Linked DNA regions of Capra hircus: region 2 is linked to region 1. The links are chromatin contacts, called in public Hi-C maps. All regions are on one chromosome and are shown on one strand. Each heading gives the region's core, a stretch centred on a gene start, on an enhancer-like site or on the middle of the called end of the contact. The rest is flanking DNA. Distances are from core to core; before and after follow the strand shown.

The links. Hi-C and Micro-C count contacts between places; a contact is called where the count stands out from the background.
Region 2: a contact with region 1 is called in a Hi-C map of liver, with 3 times the contacts expected there. The contact joins the promoter of CDKN2D here to the promoter of CDC37 in region 1. A contact is called at or near these places in 4 of 5 Hi-C or Micro-C datasets (blood and liver).

The regions. Positions count from the first base shown.
Region 1 is chr7:94,816,958-94,822,108 of ARS1.2, reverse strand. It overlaps CDC37 (hsp90 co-chaperone Cdc37), which reads left to right and starts at 2,600. Exons shown (of 8, transcript XM_018051044.1): 1 at 2,600-2,833. The coding sequence starts at 2,732.
Region 2 is chr7:94,950,868-94,956,018 of ARS1.2, reverse strand. CDKN2D (cyclin-dependent kinase 4 inhibitor D) reads left to right here and starts at 2,660. Exons shown (of 3, transcript XM_018051064.1): 1 at 2,660-3,529; 2 at 3,800-3,955; 3 at 4,926-5,151. The coding sequence starts at 3,815. AP1M2 (AP-1 complex subunit mu-2) reads left to right here. Exons shown (of 12, transcript XM_013965162.2): 11 at 1,011-1,086; 12 at 1,513-1,922. The coding sequence ends at 1,535.

The DNA.
Region 1 (5,151 bases), core at 1,351-3,850:
GAGAGGATGGGTTGGTTCATGACCAGCCTCCTATTTGACCTAAAGCACTATGAAAATAGTTTCAATCAAATTCCCTCTTGAATTAATTCAATATTTATTATGCACCTATTGTGTACCAGGCACTCTTCTAGACCCGCCCTGCCCCCGTGGAGCAGAAAGTGAATGATGAAGGCAGATACAAACCATAAAATCTCATTGAATCTTGGACACCCTCTCCTGAAATCACTCTCCATGCCTCATGGAATTTTAGTCTTCACAGTCTAAAATCACTGAGGGGATTTCTCTGTTCACATACTGATCTTGCTCCCTCAGCAGTCTCCAGGGTCAGCCAAGCCGGGACCCAGCTTCTCTTTGGTTGCTGTAGTCTGACCACCCAGCCACAGGGCCCTGACATACAGTAGGCACTTGGGAAATACGTGTGGAATGAGCTTGAAAATAAATGACTGACTAATGTAGACTGGAAAACAAGACCTCCCCTAATCCTGGGTGAGTCATCACCCACTTTGCAGATGAGGAAATTGAGGCTCAGGAAGGCAAACCGTTTGCCCAGTCCCACAACCGCAGCTAAGCAGTGTGTGGCTGTGGGATGCAGCAGAGGAAGCTTGGGAGCCCAGAGGAGCATTCCCAGACCCCCACCCCCACCCCAGAGATGCCACACATCCAGCTGGAGATGCGCTGATGGGGGGTGGGTGGTTGGGAGGGCGAGGGACAGTGGGAAGCAACTCAGGGGTCTCTGTCTCAGTCCCCAGGAGTGGAGATGCTGTGTTGGCAGGAGATTAGTAAAAGCCTGGCGCTGATCGGGGAGCTTCCGGCGCCCTGTCCCCAATTCTGGGAGCTGGGGCTCCTGGGACCCTGATTCGTTGGGGCTGGGCAGCTCCAGTCTCCGAAGCTGGGTAGAGACATCCCCCGCCCCCACCTTTCCCCCCCCTCCCCAAGCCTACCCGGGAATCCCGATTCGGGGTCCTCCCTATACACCCTTAGCCTGGAGGCCAGCCTGCAGCCCTCAACCGGCTACGTGGGGGACCCTGCCTTTCTTGGGGAGCGATGGAATTCCCCCCTCCCCGCTCGGAGCCCCTCCCTCCCAGGGGCCAGGTCCCCCTCCCGGCCGCAGTCGTAGTCCAAAGCTTACCTTGCAGGGGGGCTGGGGAGGGGATGCCCCGCCCTCTCCGGCCTGGGGGGCGGGAGGGGACCGGGGTGTCCAGACCCTTTGTTTGCCGGGGTGTGTGTGTGTGTGTGTGTGTGTGTGTGTGTGTGTGTATGTGTGAGATCGGGAGCCCCGCTGGGATGTAGGTCCGTGCGCGCGCGTACCCGGGCCTTGACGGCCGCTGTGATGCTGAACTGCCAGGGTTGGAGGAGGAGGAGGAAAGGGGGACTCCCCCGCCCCCGCCCGCCTACTCGCGGGTTTGAATGGACCGTGAGGGGGAGGGGCAGCGGCGGGCGGGCGCTTTTGTCCGGATGGCCCCACCCCTTCCCGGGGCCGGGGAATCCCCCACACCCCACCAATTTAAAGACCTTTACTCCTTCCTCTCCAGCGCCCCCCCAAACGCCTGCTTGGTTGGGGGGAGTCTGGAAGAGGCGCCCTTCACTCAAGTGATGAATCTCTACCCATTCTCCCTGTCCCCCGCCCTACGCCCTTTAATCTGAGATAATCCTGGCCCTAGGCTGCAACGCAGCCTTTTATCCCGGTATCAAAGCGTGGGTAGGGATACATGAAAATGTGTGGCTGCGGTCGCCCAAGCTCAGTGTAATGGAGTTCTTAGAGTCTGGAACGAGGAAGGGGATCCCAGACGAAAGAGGGAGGAACTGCGAGGAGTCCCAGAGTACCTCGACGGAGAAAGACCCCCTGCGTGCGCACTTCCAAGCTCTTCCACCCCTCCCCCACCTGGCGCGGGGCACCCGCACTGGCCGCTAGTTAGACACTAGCGACACCCAGCGGACGCATGGGGAGCCGCCGTAGACAAGCTCCTGAGGCTCGTTAAGTGCGGTCGGGTGATTCCAGAGGGGGCGTGTATGCGCGAATCCCCGCTAAGGAGTGGCAGAAGATGGGGGAGGCAAGAGGGGAAGCTGTGGTCCGAGCCAGGGAAACACCAGTTCTCAAGGCAGGGCCACATCGCCCCCATCTCGACTCCTCGAGGGCAGGGCCACAACCTTCCTTCACTTAGACCCTCCTAGAGCAGGGCCTTGTACCCCTTGTACTGGGAAGGTCCTTTCCCATCAGGCACCATCTCCAGGACAAAATTAAGTCCCTCTTCACAAAAGACGGGAGCGAGGTCTTTTCGCCGAGGCCGAGCTCCAGTAGTGGGCTCAGGCTGACGTCACTGTGGCGTGGCTAAGAGGACAATCCTCTTTTTCAGTCTCGCCAACTGCCCCCTCTCCCAAGGCTGCCGTAAACGCCCACCCTAGGGTAGCGGGAGATCAGGGGGGCTCGAGGTTGGAGAACCCACCCGTAAGTCCCCAGGAGGGGCCTAGTGGAGGCCGGAAGCCGGATGGGATGAGGTCTCGGCGGACTCCCGAGAGCCGGAACACGTGCGCAGGGCTCTTTAAGAATTTGGTCGCCAGCGCCGCTGCTGAGGTTACTAAGGATATGACGTCACGCGAGGGCGGGGTGTGAGCGTCAGGGCGGAAGCGGAAGGGGCGGGGCTCCGGGGGCTGAGTCTCAGTGCTGCCGCTGCTGCCGCCGCCGTCGCCGCCACCGCTACCAGAACCCTGGAGGGCTGGGCCCCGAGGCAAGATGGTGGACTACAGCGTGTGGGACCACATCGAGGTGTCTGATGATGAAGACGAGACGCACCCCAACATCGACACCGCTAGCCTCTTCCGCTGGCGGCACCAGGTAGAGCTCGCGCGCCCAGCCCCTTCCCCCACTCCCGGGACTCCGCTTCAGAGTTCTGACCCCCTGATACTGCCGGGGGGCCCCAGCCATTGATACCTGGGATTGCCCCTTACAGCCTGGACTTTCCGAATAGCCTAGGGTTCTTCGATTCAATTCCGGGGCCATAGAATTGCCGGGACCCCTGAGTTCCTTGCCCGCGATGCCGGCGCCGCCCCCCCCCACTCCCACCCCCACCGCCCCGCGCTTCCAGTTTCTTCTTGAAACGCCAGGTTGACCTGTACGGTATCTTTTTAGAGTTTAGACTGCCAAGACAAGCTTTTGACGTGCCTCCCAATCCTGCTTGGGATCTTACATTTACCCCCAGATTTCTACCTCAGAATCTGGATCCTGAACCTAGTCGGGTACCTAGTTAAGATCTTGGCTGTTCCATGGCCCCTCCTAACCCCTGTGCTCAGTCGCTTCAGTCGTGTCCAACTCTGTGACCCCATGGACTGTAGCCCGCCAGGCTTCTGTGTCCGTGCGATTCTCCAGGCAAGAATACTGGAGTCGGTTGACATTTCCTTTTCCACGGGATCTTCTCGATCCAGGGATCGAACCCGCGTCTTTTATGTCTCCTGCATTGGCAGGCAGGCTCTTTACTACTGGCCCCTTCTGGAAGTCCTCCAAAACCCTAGAGTTCCCAATAGTTTAAGTCTGTTCTGCGACCTGCTTTTCTGGATCCTTATGGTTCAGATCCAGAAGTCTTACTCCTCTGAATAAAATAATTCTGTCTTCCCCTGAGATTTCTATTCCTGGCTTGGGACTCCAACCCACACCCAGGACCCCTCCCCTAGAACAAAGATTGGTACCCCCTTCCCCCAAGGCCCTCAGTCTCATCTAGGCCTGGAATTTTGAAACCTGGGTCCTGTTCAGAATGAACCACCACCTCCACCCTGATGGAGCCTCCAATTCCGGAGGCTCTCCTTTAGCCTCTGGTACTGTTAGACCCAATTTCCCATTACATCAGGAAACCCTACCCGCGTGGCTTCCTGCCCAGCCAGAACCCCTGCCCCTCCTTGGTACCTCACACCCAGTCCCCGCCCACCCCCAAGACAGACTTCCAGTGGGAACCTTTGCCAGCTTCAGAATGCCACATTCAAACCCAAGTCCAGGACCCAAATCCACCCCATCTCCCTTCTGACCCAAACTTGGTGTGCTATTCTCAGACATCCACAATGACCCTGCTGTTACAAGGAACCCGCCCATCCTGATTCCAGATTCACCACCCCTTCTTTTATCTATTGTCCCCCAAATACAGACCCCCAGAATCCCAAGTCTGTATGTTCTTTCGACAACCTGCAACCCCCACCCCCCCACCCCCCGCAGCCGCTCAGCTGTGCTCACAGGCCAACAGAATGGCTCTCCTGAGACCTTGTGTGCTAACTTCTTGCTCCACCAACTCAGAGCTCCTACACCCACATTCCAGGGGCTGCTCTGCTCTCACACTTATGGAATATACCTTCTAGAACTTTCCAGTTAGGAAAACCTCATTCTGTCTTCCCATGTATCAGCTCGCAGTTGTTTATCCAGAAACACCTAGAAGCGCCCTTCCTCATCCTGCTGAGACACAGTATCCGTGCCTACATTTAGTCCCGGTTCTGGGTCCAACCCATTACTTAAAGCAGCAGCCTCCTGGCTAGGGCTTCCCTGGTGGCTCAGATGGTAAAGAATCTGCCTGCAGTGCAGGAGACCCAGGTTCAATCCCTGGGTGGGGAATATCTCCTGGAGTAGGGAATAGTGACCACTCCAGTATTCTTGCCTGGAGGGAGAATCCCATGGACAGAGAAGCCTGGTGGACTACAGTCCATGGGGTTGCAAAGAGTCGGATACGATTGAGCGACTAACCCTTTCACCTGGCTAGTGTTACCTGGTGGGCAAGCCACTGGAGTGAAAAAAGAAAGTTCTAGTATTTCTCTCTTGCCACGTGTGACATTTTATGATGAAATATTGAAGCTCTCCGCAAAGCTCTAAAGCCCATTCTCGGGAACACCTATTCTTGTCACGAAGTTGATCTCTATCACCAGGTTTGGTCCTGCTGGTTTGGGAGGCCATGCCCGCTCTCATACAGCGTCCTCCTCTCACCACGCCCTACTCCCTCCTGGCGCAAAACCTTTCCCTGTCCAACCGCTGAGGACCCAGGGCTGTCCTGGAGATGAGTGGAGGCAGGGAGCCTCGTGTCTCCAGCATGAGGTTCAGCTGCCAGTGACTGGCAGCCTGGGCTCCAGCCCTGCCACAGGACCATCACTGTTTTGAGGGAGCGAGCCCTCCGCCTCCATGAG
Region 2 (5,151 bases), core at 1,411-3,910, 130 kb before region 1:
TCTCATCTCTTGGCTTGGACCACCTCCATTCCCTGGCTTGTCTCATCTCCTCCTTTATAATCATTCTTGTTTTTTCCTGGAACAGTGTTGCTTTTTCTTTAAACAAACATTTTAATGTCAACTTTTGGGCGCGCTGGGTTTTCGTTGTTGTGCGTGAGCTTTCTCTAGTTGCAGTGAGTCGGGGCTATTTTTTTAAATTGCGGTGGCTTCTCTTGTTGCAGAGCATGGGTTCTAGAGCCCGAGGGTTTGAGTAGTTGCAGAATGCAGGCTCAGTAGTTGCAGAGCACAGGCTTAGTTGTTCCTTGGCATGTGGGATCTTTCTGGACCAAGGAAGATCCCACATGTCGCACATCCCCCAAACCCAAGTCCCCTGCATTGGCAGGCAGATTCTGTCTTTCAAAAATGATTTTATTTATTTATTTTTGGCTGGGCTGGGTCTTCACTGCTGCGCAGACTTTTCTCTAGTCGTGGTGTGTGGGCTGCTCACTGGTGGCTTCTCTCGTGGAGCGCGGGTTCTAGGGCGCACAGGCTTCAGCAGTTGCAGCACGTGGCCTCACTAATTGCGGCTCCTGGGCTCTAGGGCAGACTCAGTAGTTGTGGCACATGGGCTTAGTTGACCCAGGGCATGTGGGATCCTCCCAGATCGGGGATTGAACCCCTGTCTCCTGTGTTGGCAGGCAGATTCTTAACACTGAGCCACCAGGGAAGTCTCACAGTGTTGCTTTTTCTGCTCTCAGCCTGGGTCCCCTTCCCCTCCCCACTAGCTTTGCCCTGTGCCTAAACTGTATTGTGTCAATTCTCTTAGAACGTGCCATCTTTCCCACTGTCCTGGACCACCTGATCTCCCCACACACATACACTGTCCTGGTCACATCTTTGTCCTGAGCCTTGTTACTTCATTCCTCCCAGGCCGTGCTTTCTTATTCCTGGAAGTTGTGTTATTTATGTTCCCCTGGCCCCAGCCTGCTCTGTCCCCCTACCCTGGGCCACCTCCTTTCATCCCTTTCCAGGTCCGATACATGAAGATCATTGAGAAGAGTGGTTACCAGGCCCTGCCCTGGGTCCGCTATATCACCCAGAGTGGCGGTAAGGTGGCCCGGCTCCCTGAGATGACAGGGACAAGATGAATGGGCATGGTCTTGGGGATTTGAAACATCTTGTCTCAGAGGGCTCCAAAACCGACAGGCGTGGCCCTCAGGTCTATCCTATCTTTGTCAGTGTGCCCTCCCGAGTCTCGGTTTGCCTATCTTTAAAATGGGGACAGTTGCCAGTTCCAGGGTGGTGGTGGTGGGGTTTGGATAAGCAACTGAACACACAGCAGCCCCGTCTGTTGCCTGGAGACAGGCATGGTGCTGTGGTTACAGTCGCCATGTTTGAGCCCATCCTTAGCCCTGTTACAGACTTGTGGGGTTGATCATGAGCACTGGGGAAGGGGATGGGTTGTGGGTGGGGGTGCTGTCCTGTCTCCTTCCCCCACTTCTGAGATGGTCCCTGCTCATTGTTTCCCTACAGATTATCAACTTCGTACCAGCTAGAAGGGAGAAGTGGGGGCCTGAACCTGGGCTGTCTTCTCCCCAGGCCCCAACTGCAGCCTCCACTAGAGAAGGAGGGAAGATGGGGTGTGTGTGTGTGAGGGCAGCCCTTGAATTACTGGTTTGTTACTCCCAGCACCTGACTTGCTCCTACCCATTTCCTTTACTGGTAGGCTGGGAGTGATAATCTCCAGCTCTCAGACTCTCACCCCTCCCCCTCCCCGTTTTATATGAAGAAATAGAAGAGGGGCTTGAAGTCCCCCTCATGAGTGCCTTTTTGCAGTGACCTGCCTTAGGAGGTGTGGGGAGTCCCTCCTCCACAGCTGCTGAGCCCAGAGGCCCCACTGGCCCATTTCTGAGTTTTAGGATGGCATTAAAAAGATGAATCTAGCTGCTGTTATGTACTTCTTGGCTGGGGGCTGGGGATGTCAGAGGTGCCCCTGGGGTGCTGGGATAAGAGTGGGCAACATATCCATTTCTCAGCCCTGGTCATCTCTCAGCTGGGCCCTCGCAATTGCTCCCACCTTGGTCTCCCAGGCTCTGGGCTTCCCTCTCCCATGACAGCCAGTTCCCATCATAGCCACCAGAGGGCGCCTATTAACTCCTAAACTAGACCGTGGCTCCTCAATACAGAAGCTTCCCAGGGTTCCACCCATTGATTTCTGTCGTTCTGGGCAGCTTGCGGGACCGTAGTTCCCCGACCAGGGATTGAACCTGGACCCCCTGCAGCAGATGCTCGGAGTCTTAACCACTGGACCGCCAGGGAAATTCCCCATTCTTTTTAAAAAGTAAAAGTGCTCACCACAGCCCACACGCCTGTTCACCCCTCACCTCCTCCCCCTTCTCTCCGTCTCTATACCTCGCTCTTCCTGGACTTACTAGACATGCTTACAGCTCAGGGCCTTTGAATCTGTAGCGCCTCCACCTGGTATGTTTTTCCTGAGAGACACACGGCTCCTTCCCTCACCTTCAGGTCTCAAATCAAATGTCACCTTCTTAGGGTGGCCATGCCCGACCTCTCTATTTCAAAGCCTTCTTTTCCCAAGACACCATTATTTATCTCATTTTGTCAGCTCCACAGTGTATAGCACTCTGAAAATATTTATTGTCGTCTCCAGCTCTAAAAGGTAAGTATCCAACAGCCAGGAGGCACCTGGCTTGCTTTCTACTGGGGTGCATAGTACACAGTAGCAGGTCGGTAAATGTGTGAAGGCCCCGCTGTTGAAGGCCTCTGTTAAGAGCCTCCGACGCGACTCTCGCCTCCCAGTCTCACCCACGTGGCAGCTGGTGAATGAACTTTCTTCCACGCCCTTGCATTTGCTGTGCCAGGGCTGGCGCAATCTGAGCCAAACGTGATTCCTTTTTCACTCACCCCATTTCCATGCTTTATTTTCCTCACGGTGCTTAACACTAAAATTACTCAGTAGCTCGAATGCAGGACCCCCAGCGCCAAGAACGGCTCCGGCACACAGTGAGTGAATGAAATAAAGCACTTTGCACAGTAAGAACTAACGAATATTATCGCACCGCATAACTCCAAACTGGGCGGTCCCAGCCCTGCCTCCCTTTCCCTCGGAAGTGCCGAGGTCCCGGAGCAGCCCGCGCTACCCTGCGCCTGACCTTTCTCCCCTGGGTCAGTTAAACGGGCCCTCTTTCCCGCCCGCCCGTCGCTTTTGAAAAACCGAAAACCCCGCCATTGTTCGCGGTTCACCGGTCGCCGAAGTTTGTCCAATCAGAAGCGGGCCCGCCCACGCCGGCGCACAAAGCCTCCCTGGCAACGCGTGGCCATTGGCTGCGCTGGCAAGGAGGGCGGAGCACTACAGGGTCGGGAGCCGGGCATCGCAGCTGGGCTACAACGTAGCAAGTTCATAAGAAAACAAATCCGCGGCGTTTGGGGGCGGGGCCGCGAGAGCTCTGGCTCCGCCCCCTAGCGGCCTGCTCCGCAGCGGCGGAGACGCTGGCTCAGAACAGACCCCGCCCGAAGAGGAGGAGGGAGGGTGAGTTGGGGGGAGACCCGGCCCCCAAGGGGCGGGCGCCGGGCAGGGCCCAGCGGGCTAGCGGAGGGTTGGGCCTGGGCTCTCAGCCCCTCTCTACCCACCGGCTGACAGGGGGAGGAGCCGGCCGGGAGGGTGGGGGTCGCGCCCGAGACCCAGACAGGAGAGTCCGACCTCTTCGCAGGCCGGGGACGCTGTGGGAGGGCTGTTCGGGCTAGCGCCGGTGGGCTCCCCCTCACTGACCGCCGCGGGGTGGGGCGGGGGGCTTCGCAGGCCGCCAGTATCGACATGCTGCTGGAAGAGGTCCACGCCGGCGACCGGCTGAGCGGGGCGGCGGCCCGAGGAGACGTGCAGGAGGTGCGCCGCCTTCTGCACCGCGAGCTGGTGCACCCAGACGTTCTGAACCGCTTTGGCAAGACGGCGCTGCAGGTGAGCCCGGGCCGGCCCGCAGACCCCTTCCCTCTTCTCTCCTTGTTCCCGTTGGTAGCCGACTGAGGTCTGTTCCTGCGTCTCTGGGCTGACTTGGCTCCCTAATGTCCCCTTTCTTAGGTGGGTGGTGGATGGGGTTAGGTTGGGGGGAGGGGAGAGCTTTCCATCTTTGGAGGATTCCTTGCTCTCTGATTGCGAAGGATTCAGTTTCCCTGGAGAAGTTCTTATTCCCTGGGTGAGGGTTCGCCTTCTTTGGATCCGAGTTTCATGAGGGCAGCTCCAATGTCTTGGAGCATCTATGGACGATCCGACCGCAGGAAGGAAGGATTCCTATTTCCAAGGTGTACCCATTTTCAGGGGGTTCTCTGCGAGGTATCCAGTTTCCTGTGGGGGAGAATCTCTATTCCCGCGGGGTTTTCTTACTGGCATATTTGGGGAGGGGGATACCAATAAGGGAGTAGTCACAGATTACATGGGAGTCCCTGTTCCCTTGGGGACCTTTACAAAAGGGGAACCCCATTTCATCAGAAAGGATCCCTACTATATGGGAGGGGGAAATTCCTTGGAGGAGTTTTAAATTCCCTGGCCATCTCCATTTCCTGGAGGGGACTGTTCTCTGAGGTCTGTTTCCTGGTGGGGTTCATATTTCCTGATGATTTCCCATCTGTGGGGAGAAGTGTCTCTGGTTCCTTGGGGTCTTAGGTTCCCTGAAAATTTCCACGGGGGTATACCCTAGCGGGGGGCGGGGGGTGACCAGTTTTTTGAAGTTCCTTATTCCCAGGAGATCTTGTTCTCTGGGGTCTCAACAGCTGCCTGAAAGTTTTTGTTCCCCGGAGTTTTTCCTTCTCTTGAGAACCTTGTATCTGGCATTCTCAACTCCCGAATGACCCCTCTCTCCAGTCACCCGTTTCCCCAGACCTCCTCCTTTGGAGACTCCCTGACCCTTCTCTACCCCCATTCCCCCCACCAGGTCATGATGTTCGGCAGTCCCACCATTGCCCTGGAACTCCTGAAGCAAGGCGCCAGCCCCAATGTCCAGGACGCCTCGGGCACCACTCCGGCCCACGATGCAGCCCGCACTGGATTCCTTGACACCCTAAAAGTGCTGGTGGAGCACGGTGCCGATGTCAACGCACCCGATGGCACCGGGGCGCTCCCCATCCACCTGGCAGTGAGAGAGGGCCACACCCCTGTGG